Linked DNA regions of Danio rerio: region 1 is linked to region 2. Evidence: chromatin contacts called from public Micro-C data. All regions are on one chromosome and are shown on one strand. The core of a region is the stretch at or near the end of the contact, and the rest is flanking DNA. Distances in the headings are between cores, read along the strand shown. Region 1 holds the start of cebpg (CCAAT enhancer binding protein gamma). Region 2 holds the start of tent4b (terminal nucleotidyltransferase 4B).

What was found. A called contact is a pair of places that touch in the nucleus more often than the background predicts.
Region 1: a contact with region 2 is called in a Micro-C map of caudal fin, with 2.6 times the contacts expected there. The contact joins the promoter of cebpg here to the promoter of tent4b in region 2. A contact is called at or near these places in 1 of 18 Hi-C or Micro-C datasets (caudal fin) and 2 of 4 datasets of contacts at active chromatin or transcription factors (caudal fin and embryo).

The regions. Positions count from the first base shown.
Region 1 is chr7:38,301,078-38,307,937 of GRCz12tu, reverse strand. It overlaps cebpg (CCAAT enhancer binding protein gamma), which reads right to left and starts at 4,108. Exons shown (of 3, transcript NM_131886.2): 1 at 3,975-4,108; 2 at 2,743-2,976; 3 at 1-516. The coding sequence starts at 2,859. The coding sequence ends at 142. All of the region lies in intron 2 of LOC141375405 (a long non-coding RNA gene), which reads left to right. cebpa (CCAAT enhancer binding protein alpha) reads left to right here and starts at 5,903. Exons shown (of 1, transcript NM_131885.2): 1 at 5,903-6,860. The coding sequence starts at 6,117.
Region 2 is chr7:38,104,371-38,111,802 of GRCz12tu, reverse strand. It overlaps tent4b (terminal nucleotidyltransferase 4B), which reads left to right and starts at 1,796. Exons shown (of 12, transcript NM_001326696.1): 1 at 1,796-2,739. The coding sequence starts at 2,240.

The DNA of each region.
Region 1 (6,860 bases), core at 2,859-5,358, 190 kb before region 2:
AGAAACTGAATTTGAATGTACCAACAGAAAACACAGAAAACACTGCGGACACAGTACACATTCCAGGAACAGGAGGGGAAAAGCATAATACGATTAAGAAAACTGATTCGCCTCGAGAGCCTTCACATTGCAAACGAACCCTCACTGGCTGCTGTTACTGCCGCTGTTGTTGTTGCAAAGGTCTCCAGGGCCTCCACCAGAAGCAGGTGGTTGCACGTTGTCTGCAAGGTTGTGAGCATGCTCTAGAAACAGGTCTTTGAGCACACTCAGTTCTTTGCTAAGCAATTTGATTTTGGCCTCCAGTCTCTCATTCTCCTCTTTCAGCTCATTGACACGCTGCTGGGTGTCCTGTGCCTTCTGTTTGCTGCGCATACGACTCTTCTTTACAGCTAGGTTGTTGCGTTCTCGCCGCTGACGGTACTCGTCGCTGTCTTTATCCATATTAGACTTCTTCATCTTGCTGGGTGCTGTGGCCTTACCCCCACCGCCGGGATTCACTGGCACTAATTGAGGAACCTGTCAAAATTAAGATACGTAACAGTTAGCAATGGTATACTCCAGGGCTGTAATCACAGAGTGTGTATATCTGTCCCTGTCGCTTGGTGATTTTCTAAAATATAATTAATTTTGTTAAACCATTAAAATTACCATTTTTTTTTAATCAATAACCTACTGAAGATGAAAATAGTAGTTTATAGCTACAGCCTTTTTTTAATCGTTTGGATTGTGCCCCTTGTAGTAATAACTTTATATTAAAGAGACAGCAAGAGACAGATGCACCAGATTGATTTTATGGCAGCAGGTTAAACTTTCTGGCACATTTACAGCACTTGCATACATAAATTAAACAAAGAATAGACTTGGGTCTATTGGTGTGTGTGCGCGCTCTGTTGCACACAAGGTTTCTATATTGATCACCACCTCAGAGGATATTGGAGGTCGCAAGTCACTGGCATTGTTATTTTGGGGGTCGCGGGTTAAAAAGATTGGTATCCCCTGATCTAAAGTGAGGTAGAAAAAATATTTAATCCAATACTGTTTTAAAATCAGAGCTGGGCAATTTAAAATAAAATCAAAATCTTGATTAATTGATTGATTTTAACTTGATTACGATTAATGAATGATTATTTTATTTCTTTGCCCTCATAGTTCACTAACAAGATTTGTACAGTAAATATTCTCACATATTACAAGTCAGATATTTTTGAATGAAGGGTGCATTACTGGATTTTAAAATAAATGAAGGAAACACACTATTTACTATCTATGATTATTTATTGAACATCAACGTTGAACAACTGAAATTAAAACACACACTGCCTACAACCAACAGTCACTACTTCCTTTAAAAAAATAGAAAATAAATAACTTGCACTTTTGGAAACAAAATAAATTATTTTCATTGTTTTTAAAAAGAAGAAAATAAGCAGTATCTCTTCTAAACAAAATAAACTCTAAATAATATTTTAATATTTCTCATCATCAATAATTTTACTTGAATCTTCTGTAAACAAATATTTTAATGTAAATAATCATTTTATTGTAATGGAAAATATGCCGCCTCAAGGCATCTCTGGCGCAACTTCCAATCATTGTCAATGTAGTGCAAATGTGCGATGTGTTGTTACATTTTTTTAAGAGGTGCACGGGTATGCGACCATGCAAAGGCTGCACTGGCCCATACCCATTTGTTCGACCCAGAAGTTTAAATCAGCCTTAAAAGAGCAGGGGCATGGGACTCCACACACGGTAAGGAAAGTAATTAAAATAATTGACCTAGGAAATAATTTTATCGATAAATGTCGTTTTCGATTACTTTTCGATTATTCGCCCAGCCCTATTTAAAATAGAAATGTTTATGATGGAAGCAAACTCCTGTTCACCTCAAATTTTGTTGTTTTGAATTATAAATATGTCTGTTGTGTTCATATGTAAATCCTTAACGAGATTCAATATAAATGTTGCAATAATTGTTTTTTTTTTTTAATATTAGGCATATAAATAAGAGTCAATATGGGCTAATTTCAAATATTATTTGCATTTAGAGCATAATGATTTCTACCAAACAAGACCTAAATTTTCCCTCAACATACCATTTCTTTATACCTAATTTTTAATAATCTCTCCTAAAGTTAAAGAAATGGTCATGGCCTTGGCATATCCAATACACTTGTTTTGATATTTAGATTAGATTCAACTTTATTGTCATCACACATGTACAAGTACAAGGCAACAAAATGCCATTTAGGTCTAACCAGCAGTGCAATAGCACCAAGTGCATGATATAGGTATAAGTTATAAAGTGCAATTATAGAAAAACTATGAGTAATATTTTCAGATGGATATAGCTACTATGAACATTATACAAGTTGTATTAGTTTTGAACAGAGATTAACAATAGATGAATATGTGTACAGTTTGCTATTAATAATCAGAAGTATGCAGATATATATGAACAATTACAATTGTATATGTGCAGAGGGTATGTTAAATTCAAAATTACTTGGTGCAATGTTGTGCGATGAATATGTGCAATTTTTAAATGTGCAAACTATGGAGAGTATAAGTTATGAGGAGAGTGGGGGTTGTAAACCTATTATTTTTATTTAAACATCTTTTAAGACTATAGGAAACTGATTAGGTGAGTTCACTATAAGCTCAATTATTATGGTTTTAAGCACTGCAAAGTTTTGATCGTGCTTTCGAAAGTCATACAAGTAATCATACTGTAAACGTATGTACCTGCTGTAGACCTGCAGCTCCTGCTGGGTTCAGTGCACTATTATGAGGCTGATTCTGTATTACACTGACGCCGTTCTGATCTGTGCTGGATATTTTCTGTTGCAACTGCTTGCTCATTTGGATCCACTTCCAATGTCCGTCGCTCGCCCTCTCTGACCTTCGTTGTCAGCCTTCGCGAAACTGGAGTTATTGTTAGCTGTTATTGTGAAAAAAACACAGGATGCAGCGGTGTGCCTAAAAACCAGACAGGAGGAGAGAAAGAAGTTAGAAAAAGTACTCTGCACACATAAGCATCATTCTTCATCACACTTCTGCATAATTTAATACCACAAAATTCCCACCTGAACAGATGCTCGGCGCGAAAACGCATTATTTCAGCAAAATGCTGCAACACCTAAAACTCTGGTGAAGTGCTTGTGCTCATCCGTTAGCATTATGTTGTTGTAATCCGACCGTGCTGCCATGTCAATGTGCATATGTGGCAAAATTTCCTTCTCTCTCCTACGAGCGCGAGCTCAAGTGTTGCCCGCGGTTGCATCATCGCTCGCGCTCCCACCCGCTCCTTTGTACACGGGAGTAGGGAAACTCCGTAGTCATGCAGAACTATGCCCAGCTAAAGTTAACATTTTAAACAAACATTAGGACAGTGAAGCTACTGTAAGGCAGACTTAAGTTTTAAGGTGGTCATTTTAAAGCAGGCCAGTGTGTTTTAGGCTGTTTTTAATCGTGGCACTGTGGTTACATCATACACGGAACTATGGGAATGAAGGGGAATACCGTTGACTTACGCTAACAACAGCATGAATACATTCAAAATGGCAGCATATCTACTAAATATTTTGTAACGGATCGCGTTAAACAGCACCCATAACGAAGACACGAGTGTTAACGTTACTTGAAGTCTACGGGCGTCTAAAGCCAGCAAGATCTACTGCAGGTTAGCAGGTTGGCTAATTAGCTGGCACATTCCTAACCATGACGTCAGGGCTCTAACAATGAGCTGAAAGCTCAAACAGGCTGTTTTTTTGACCGAAATTACGCGAATGAACAATAACGAGACACATTCGAGCACGATTATGTCTAATATTGGCTTATAAAGCACTCGCTGGCCCCAGATCCGGGAGTTGAAGCTGTTTTGCAATCGAGTGAGCGGCACGGATCCTCTCATCGTGTAATTGATAAAAACTAAATTCGACAGTCTGTATAGCACAAGATAACCCCATACAACTTACCTCGAACGTTCGTGCCTTATAAGTCCTCCGCTCGGGTAAATAAAGAATAATGTCCTCTTTGTTCACGGAAAAATAAGCACAGGTTGAGGTGTTATTGTTTGGTAAAGCGGCGCTTGGGAGTATTGCGAAATCTTGTGACCATGTAGGGAAATCTACTCTTGCAGCCAATCAAACCAGAGGGTTGGAAAAATGACGAAATGCACTCTTTGATTGACATGTCCGAGAACCAATCAGGCTGCACATCTCTGTTTGAGGCGTTTTTATGCATTACAGCTTGAGATCTGTCAAGAATACTAAACAATGTAAAATATAGCTTTATTTTTTGCAATGAAAATGAAAACATAAGATTTACTCATTATTTATGAATTATGAATTGTGTTACATGCATAAATGCAGATTAATATTCTATAGTACATTAAGAAACTATTAAAATAGAAAGGAGAGCTGGGCTAAATTACCCCTAAAAATGGTTAGCCTATAGTAAAATTGTGGTAAGTTAACCATGTTTTTTATTGCCAATTGATTGCAGTTTTTACCGACAGTATTGCTAACATTAAACTTTAAGAGTAGCCAAATCATTGTTCATTTGTGGTAGTTTAACTGTGTCTTTTTGTAGTAACTCCACGTGTAAGGGTAAGTAAAAATAATTTTAATGTTCCAGCTTTTTGTTACATAGCATTTTCATTTTATATCTGGAAAACCTAAAAATAGCCTTCTCATAGAAGCTTGTGTCTATCTCGCTAAACAACTTCAATTCATGAGTAATATTTTAGGTCCATCTTTAATTTATCACATTTCTTTTCCCCTGTTTATTTATTTTGTATTCTGTTGCAAGTAAATCATGGACCTTACCATCAGGTACTACATTTCTTTAATTAATGGCATGCAACAACTCGTTAAGCTCATGCAGGGCTCTAACATGAACATGTCCAGTTCCTGCTTAAGTAATACAATTGTAAACAATAGGGAAAAAGGTCAATTATAACTTATCTATTGCTGGCGGCATGTCTGTTGGTTTCTCGTCTCATTCTTTAGGTGCCAGGCCCGCGCTGTAACAATAGAGGGAGCTCCCATACTGCGCACGCACTGATTAATGCCCGATCCTCACGCTCCAACTTCAGCGCAATTGTCAAGTTCCTCAGCTTTTCTCGCACTATGGGGAGACATGTGATGCTCTGTTGGTTTTGGCAAAGGCGGCGTATTCATTGTTGTGCGCAAACATTCTCCCTAGCGTTTATGAACAGTACAATTATGTTGAAGCGACCAGCAAACCCATTTTAATCTAATCTAATTTAAATCTTCAAGGGGATGCCCAAATCTCACTTTTGAATGTTTATTTGTGTGTGAATAAATTATGTTATGTATTTATCAGAAAATGTCATGTGTCATTAGGCTATTGTGCATTATTGTACACCTAAAAAATCATTACATCCAGTTTATTGAAAGATGCTTCTACGTTAATTTGTGTTTCATTCAGAAGGTGCTGAGCGACAGTTCTCCGTAAATGTTTGTCGTTGTAATTGCTCTCATCCTTCAGTCCGCGCTTACCTCTTCTCTCCTAACGAAAATCATTTCCCCAGTGCAAATTTCTTGCAAATTCAATTTGAATTACTCACACACCCCAAAACGTCCAAAGTCCTGCACATTTCCCACTTGCACCTATTTGAGCATCAAAACGTTAAGAAACAGTTAATATGAAAAAAACAAAGACGCCTTGTTTTAATAACTATTTTAATCAGCATAAAACGATAATATGTATATATATATATTTTTTTCATCCGGTAATAATAACATTTATGTAGTTCTAGGTCTATCAGTGCGTCCGCTGCGCTCTCGCGCACAGATCACTCAGGAAAGCATTAGGACCGCCCTCCAAACTCCAAAGACTATATAAGTGCACTCAGAAAAGTACTTGACAGACGTGAAGCTCACACACTGAGGTTGCAAGTGTCATCTTAAAGGAGATCCCGTGTGGCGTTTCAGCCTTTAAACTCGCATCCACTTTACCGCCAAGTGCACAGTCACGACAGGTTGCTTACTCACCTGTCCAGAGAACTTGCAGCCAGCACGGCTTTCTCCGGTACTGCGACCAAGCTGGATTCCCGGAGCTCTTCACCATGTCTGGCGGGTTTTAGATACTCCATGGAGCAAGCAAACCTCTACGAGGTCGCCCCACGGCCACTAATGACCAGCCTTGTACAGAATCAGCAGAACCCCTACATCTACAAAGACACCGCTGGAGACCTGAGCGAGATCTGCGAGAACGAGAACTCCATCGACATCAGCGCCTACATTGATCCGTCTGCCTTCAACGACGAGTTCCTGGCTGACTTATTCCACAACAGCTCCAAGCAAGAGAAGCTCAAACTGGCGAGCGGAGACTACGACTACCACCACGGTGCCAATGGCGCGCCGGGGGCCCCGCAGATGTATGGCTGCCTGAACGGCTACATGGATTCTTCCAAACTAGAACCCATCTACGACAGCCAAGCAAGAATGAGACCCGTGGCCATCAAACAAGAGCCTCGGGAGGAAGATGAGCTTGGCGACTCGATGCCACCCACCTACCACCACTCTCAACACCACGCGCCGCATCTGTCCTACCTTCAGCACCAGATCGCGCACTGCGCGCAAACCACCATGCATCTCCAGCCGGGCCATCCCACACCTCCCCCGACGCCCGTACCTAGTCCGCACCACCAGCACAGCCACCTGCCGGGGGGCTCCATGAAGATTGGCGATCGAGGGAAATCCAAGAAACACGTCGACAAGAACAGCACCGAGTACAGGCTGAGGAGGGAGCGCAACAACATAGCCGTGCGCAAGAGTCGGGACAAGGCGAAAATGCGCAATGTGGAGACGCAACAAAAAGTGATCGAGTTATCG
Region 2 (7,432 bases), core at 547-3,046:
AGCAAAACGCTTTTATGTTGCACTTTATGGCCCACAGCAGAGCAACAGTGGATTATCAGATGTTTATTAGTTGTATTCGATCCCTCATAAACCTGTCTATGTAGAAATGTTGTAGTATATATGTTAGGTTATCTTATGTTTTACTTATCTTAATATACCTCATAAACAGTCATGATCCATTAGCTTTGCATATCTAATTGTAGCAAAAAGAAATTATTAAATATTGCTCAAGGATTTTCAAGCTTTCTATTTTAAATCTACATTTATAAATGGGCTGGGTGAGTCAACATGAGGACAAGCATTGAAAAAAATGTGAGAAATATAACGTTGAATTTAATAAAAACATTAAACATTTTGAAATGAGTAAACACAAAATAAGTAAAATATTTATCAAATCTAATCAATATAAAGTTATAGAAAATATGATTGATACAAGTTGTCAAAAGTGACCTTGTAATTAAAACAAGAATATTAAATGATTATGAAATATGTTTTTACTGTTACATTTTTCATCATTTACATCACATTTAAAAGGATTGAGAATCATCTTTTGCCTTTTTACCATCAAGTAGATATCCGCAATAAGAATTATTATAAATTATCATGTAGGCATGGGCTGATATAAGATTCTAACAGTATGATAACCTTGTCTGGGGAAAACAAAAAATTGTTTCTCCATCGAACACATTTTATTTAATAAACATTTAAAATATTTTGGAACAGTAGTTTTTGATGTGGAGGGTCCTTTTCAGTTTAAGATACTATTGCCCTAAAAAAACTAAATAAAACGGCTGATGTCAAGTACATCTAATTTCCAGCCCTCATCCCTGGTTAGGCTTTACATTAAAATTAAAAAAATAATAATAAACTAGAAAAAACTTAATACAGCGAACATAAAATGTAAGTCAATCTGCATACTAAAGAGGAATGTAAACCCGACCAACCTGAAAGAATACTTAATGCTCACATTGCTGTAAAGATTTCAACCATACTTGGCTTTACAGAAAAAAAAACTGGGAGTTTTGATTGTAGTTTTAAATCAACAGGCATGGCATTTCATAGATGTGAACCTTTCACTGAAAATGATGACTCCCCCATAGTGGTTCTGCATCTGCGGATTCTACAATTCCCACTTACTGACCCCCTAGTCTTTAATCACTGTTGAATTTATGTATCAACTCACTGCCTACTTTAGGGGCAAGACCATGCATACACTTAAACATAGTTTTAAAAAATGAAAACTTTAATTATAAAAAACATCAAAACTTAAGTGATATTTTTAAAGATTTTGACAGTGATGCCACTATTGGTTTCTGATCCATTACCTTTAAAGTTAATTTGTATAGTGACATTACAGGCTTAACAACTGATTGAGTAGCTTGAGCCCAGATTATTGCACAATAAGACATACGTGATCATATCATAGCATGCACATACATTTGCGCTGCTTTAAGATATATATATATGGTCTTGTCATGCGAAAGCAGTTTAAATTCCGATCAAAACGTTTATCGTCCTATGCCTGTATCATAGACATCTATTTATATTGCACTGTCGCTTTAAATGGCACAAAGAAACACAAGTCGGATGGACCTGTCCCATTGTAATAATACTGCTGTTTATATTCTATTTGCGGACTCCTGTTCCCGTAATCTAATTTCTGTCAGTGCATTACAAAATAATCCAATTAGGAGATAACAGTGGGACCCCATGCACTAGATATACGGCTCATTGGATTAGTGCCACCTTTTACAGGGTACATCTGAAACATGACACAGACAAGAGCTTCATATTACCACAATGTATCAACCCCGCTGTTGTTGTTACGTAACACAGAAGCTGTAACGTGCGCTCTTGCGTAACTCACAGTCCGCGCGCCCCCGTTTCACGCTCGCTCGCGCCTGGCAGAGCATGCGCAGTCGCGTCGGGGTCTATCCGCCATTGAGACACACGATCTCAGATAGAAACGGGTCAGAGGCAGTGACACAGACGACACTCACGTTTCTTCAGTCCTCGTGCTCTTAAGTTTGACGGTGACCGTTTTTAAAAGCAGAACGTCTTTTTACAGTCCGTTTACAGTGGTGTTCTCCCGTCCCCGAGAGGCGTTGATGGACCCGCACAGGATATTTTAGTCGCTGTCTAGGGCGAGCGAGCGTGTTCCCGTTAGTGGGTTAACGTGAAGTGAACCGAGCCTGGCTCTGCTCCGGGGGCAAGTGTGCCTGCATCAGCTCAGCGTTTGATGGATCCGAGAATCGCCTGGTTTCAGCCAGAACAGCGCGGACCGGCCAACAACCTGTGGATGCACATCTGGGACACGACACAGACGCTGGGAAACCTCTACTTTAACAACAACTGCAACACAGCCAGCGCCAAACTGACGACCAACGGCGACGGTGCGTCGAGCAACGCGGCCGACAGCAGCAGCGGTAGACCCAAGGACCAACAGGGCATGTCTGGGTCCAAACCCGACAGCGAGGTCTCCGAACAACAGGACTTCATCCCTCTGGAAGCGTTTAACAACATTAACAGCAGCAGGCCGGGCAGGGTTGTCGGCGGAGGGGGGCAAGTGGGTGGCAGCGGGGTCGCAGGAGTGGGAAACGAGTTACCAAGCAAGAGGAAAAGAGACAACAAGGCGAGCACCTACGGCTTTAACCGGAGTCTGCTGCTGACGGACGGGGCGGAGGACGGCTACGCGGGCACCCCGTGGAAGAGCAGAAACTACTCGGATGGCATAGTGGGGTGAGTGCAGAAGCGAACTTTAAATTTGTGTGGGTGTTTGGATGATAAGCCCGTTGCAGGGCCTGTTTGTTTGCTCGGACTCAGCAGCTGGCCTACACACTTGACACTTGGCGGAGGGTTATTCGGTACGTGTTAAACATGTCTTGACCTGAGGAACAAGGCTATAACACATGGCGATGGATCTGCGACCATCCATTCACTAAAATAACTATCAGGTTCTCGCAGGTTTACCAGTGGTTTGACATACGAGACGTTTCTTCACCATATTTGGCATGTCTGGAGTATCTTTGCAATCCTTCCATTTAAATGACCTGCGCTGGCTTGTCAGCTGCTCTCCCGAGTCTCTCTGCTGGCCCCTAACATCTCAAACTCTCTCAAACTTGGTCAGCTTAGTGTTATTCAGCATGCTCATCAGAAAAAGAAGATTTATATGGTCCACTCATCTCCTTGTTGTTTCAAAGCTGTATTATGTGGTACACTAAAATAGATATTCTGAAGAAGTTTGACCTCCACTGTATGGACCAAAAGCTAAACTAAACAGTGAGACATCTTATTTTATGTTCTGCAGAAGAGAGTCATACAGGTCTAGAATATCAATAAGGTCAGCAATTGATAAAACTTTGTCTTTAATTACCACTTTACAGTCGCCCATGATTAGACATATCATATTGTATTTGTATCACAAAAGACATTCTTGACATAAGCTAATGGCCTAAAACCAATTCAACATTTTTGTGTGTATTATTAGATTCTTGTTAGGGATGCTCCGGTTAGGATTTTTGGAGCAGATACCGAGTACGGATTCCTCGTCATTGTGATTGGCTGATACTGAGTACTGATTCTGATTTTCAAGCTTTATGTAACTTTAACATTGCATAAAGCAAAGTTTCCCTGATAGCAGAGATCTATCCTTTCCTAAAAGAAAAAAACAAAGGATGTTTCATAAATTCCCTTAACACATCTCGTAACTATTTATTGTGGACATGTCATGGTCAGAAGCAGCTTTACAGAAAATAATAGCTAAGACAGATGAAAAATTTATAAAGAAAATGACTAACAGTAGAATTTGGGAACATTTCAAATTATAAAAGAAGAATTCAATATCTCTCAATAGAGATAAAGTTTAGAGTGCATACTTGATGCATAAGAAGTTTGATCTTAAAGTTTGATCTTAAAATTAAATGGATCTTCCTCTGCTTGTAAATCTGTAAAAGAACACTTTCGATCTGTTTATGTGATCGGCCAGATTAGCGAGTACCGATCAAGTCATAAAACTTGATTATCGGCCGATATCAATCTGGCCAATCAATTGAAGCATCCCTAATTTTTGTATATACAATTTTAGAGTAAACTACTTTAATAAGTGTTTAAGCATTAGGTTTGTGATTAACCCCGCTGCAAATCTAACAATCTGAATATTTTTAAAATACATTTTCTAAGTTTAAAAAAAAAATGTTGACTGCATTTTCATGATCATTATCACAATATTTTGTATTATTCAAAAATTGGCACATCTAACCACGAGTCTACATAAATGTGTGGTTTCTGTCACAATGCCATAGTTATAGCTGTTACTAGTAGGTTATACTATTTTACAGTAGTAACAGTTAGTGTTATGGAAATTGCTATTACCAATGTAAAATACTAAATGAAATAATGTGATTTGTGGAAGAGTAGAACAAATCAAGGTTGCAACATCTATAATCTAGAAGATCAAAGATTACTTTACTGCATTTATGTATTGTTGCATATCTTAAAGGATATTTTTCTTTTGCATGACTTTATACTGTGAGACTAATCCCATTTAGAAACCTCCAAAACTGTATGAATTACTGTAATTCTTTTCATAGAGTCACGGTACTATAGTTATCGCCTCTATTAATCATTATCTGTCTCCCATTCACTCAGCCAGTCAGTAATCTACACCTTGCACTTTACGCTCGGGTTACTCAACAATTGTAAGTCATGATGACTTACATTTGTTTATTTCATTTTTATAAACTAGGGATTTTTTCTACTCCCATCATCACAATGATGACTGCAAGTGTTTTTGGTATGAATCAATCTAGACCACCGATAGAACCGATATGCTCACCGATATGCTCAATATTCTGCCTTTATTTTTGTTATACATTAAATGTCCACTCAACCAGCTTTCAAGCTGAAATAAACATATTATTAATAAGTCACATAAGAATGTAGTAGTTGAACTGAAGTATTATTAAGATGTATTGTAATTGAACAAATGATCATTGCCCACACAGAACCAATGATCTTTGTTTTAGTTCATAAGGCAAGCTAGTGTGATGGGATTAGTTTTGTATATTTTGATGGTTTTCAAAATTATAGACAAAACTGTGTAAAAACTAATTTAAACATATCCTGATTTGTGCTCCAAAGGTTAAATGGAAGAATGTGATAAAAACCAAATTATCTTTTTGACTCATTCTTCAAAGCCCAAGATGCCCAAACTCCATTTGCTAGCATGCACAAATATACACTACAGTAGTCAACATTTAAATTTGGATCACCTTTTATCAAAGTTGTCCAAAAACTGTTAAACAACACTTACTCTTGTCTAAAAATCTTTGAAACATTTGAGATGTTGACTACAGAAAAAAGGAGCCCAGAACCTTTTTTAATGTTCTCCAGAGGTTGTGCAAGCATGGTGAGCAACGGTTCTCTCCAAATTAGGGTATCTTTAAATCTTCTCAAACACAAGTTCTCATTAGCACACTTGTCTTTAGTGATTTAGTGTTGTAGTTCTATGTCCTTTGATTCTTTTCTGAATCAGGCATTGTGTGCACCGCGATGAAACTGTACACAAACCCTCTTATATGTGTAAAAATGTTCATAGTTTTAGAGCGGACAAGTTTGTTGAATGAAAATGAAATCAGCAATGTCAAACCACAATTTTCTTGAACAAAGGTGTAAAGACTATACTTCAACAAGGTCAATACATTTCCATAAGTACAACATCCAGCATGTCAATGAGGACAGTTGTCAAATCGAATTAAGTACTATTTTGCATAAAGCTTGTAGAAGTGGCGTATTTTGGATCGTGTAGTGGTGAGATGTTCGATTTAGGTGTAATGGGTGTGGTGGTGGCAGTAGTGGTTTGGTTGGTTTTGCAAATGCAGATTTCCCTTCTGTGTGATATGTGCAGCAGCATGTGGAGCCCAGAGCAAAGTACAGCCTGCAAGCCTTATCCTCATTTATAGTAATGTTAGCAGAGTGTTTGCATAAGAGCATTCCTTTGTGATTACTCTAATACACTAGTCTTCACCTTACAGACCTCCCCACCTGATCCCTCCTCACTGTTTTTCTGCTTCTTGAATGAATGAACTCCTGTCAGCTCAGTCTCGTAGATGTGTGGCAAATGTATGGATTAATGCGCAGATCGCCTCACACTACTGCTTTGTATTCAGGGAGCATGTCTGAGATGCCTTAAAGATTTTAATCTCGTTCTGTAGAGGGACCATTTGTTGTGTGTTTTAGTGAAGTGTGCTTCCTGCCTACTAAATATTTCCATTCTACACCATAGAGATATTATTTTCTTATGCTAGTTGACTAATTTCACACTAATCCTTCTCAGCAATCTGTTTAGAGGTGTTTTTGGAGTGTGAGTGTGTGTGTAAATGGAGAGGTTTTTCCGTGTTTATATTTTTCATGTGCTAAGCAAGTCCCTGTTCTACCCAAAACAAATGCTTCTCCCTCCCAGCATTAAACACGATCCCCATTCCTGTGATGTCACAGTGCTTCCAGCCAATCAGAGTAAGCGGAGCTCCTTTCATCTGCCTGACAGCCATGCTGCAGTGAGATGAGAGGGGAAATCCTCTCTCCACGCTCGGTTGAGCTGCTCCTGAATTTTTTATTGTGGGTCTTCTGGATCTTTTTTCAGAGTCGGATGAATTCAGTCTCTTGAACAGCACTTAATCGATGCAAGCAAGGATATTTACTTACACACAGACAACGCTGCTCATTTGGATTCAAACATTAATTAACAAATTTTTTTAATAATTTTTGGTTGTTTTGGGATTTTGTAGAATTGCAGCTTTAAGATAATATATTTATATGTTTGTAATAATTTATGGAAATTGTTGTTTACTCAAAACAAAAGGCCAATCTCCAGAATTATTAGCGACACCATACTGCTCAATCTCACATTTGTGTGTAAGTCTGAGCATTGAACATGATTCAGTGCGCCAATATACTCGAGGCAAATTTTGTTTTTGCTATATCCTTAGAAGTACGGTCTCACATGTTGCAGGTAGGCTGTGACTAAACACTTTCAAATATTAGGATGATGGAGAAATGTAATCGTTTGTTTTTTTTAATTATTTAAGACTTTTTTTAAAAGTCTTTGAATTGATTTGTTCCTCTTTTTTTTAACTGTATTTGTTCCTCCTTTTTTATTCTAAACAACACTATTAAATCCACTGGTTATTCAGAAAATACTGCATTGCATGATTTTATTAATCTGCTTTTGGACTGTCAGCTTTCTTTGCTATAACAATAAGTGGTGCAAAACTAAAATATTTTTAAAATGAAAGTTATTAAAGTACAATAACATACCTGATACTTTTAATTATTAATAAATCTTTGCTGGCTGTAAGAGGCTATATTGCAAATGAATGCAAATTTTTTTCGCATGACCTGTTTATTTGCATAAAAGTCAGTCTAGAGCAGGGCT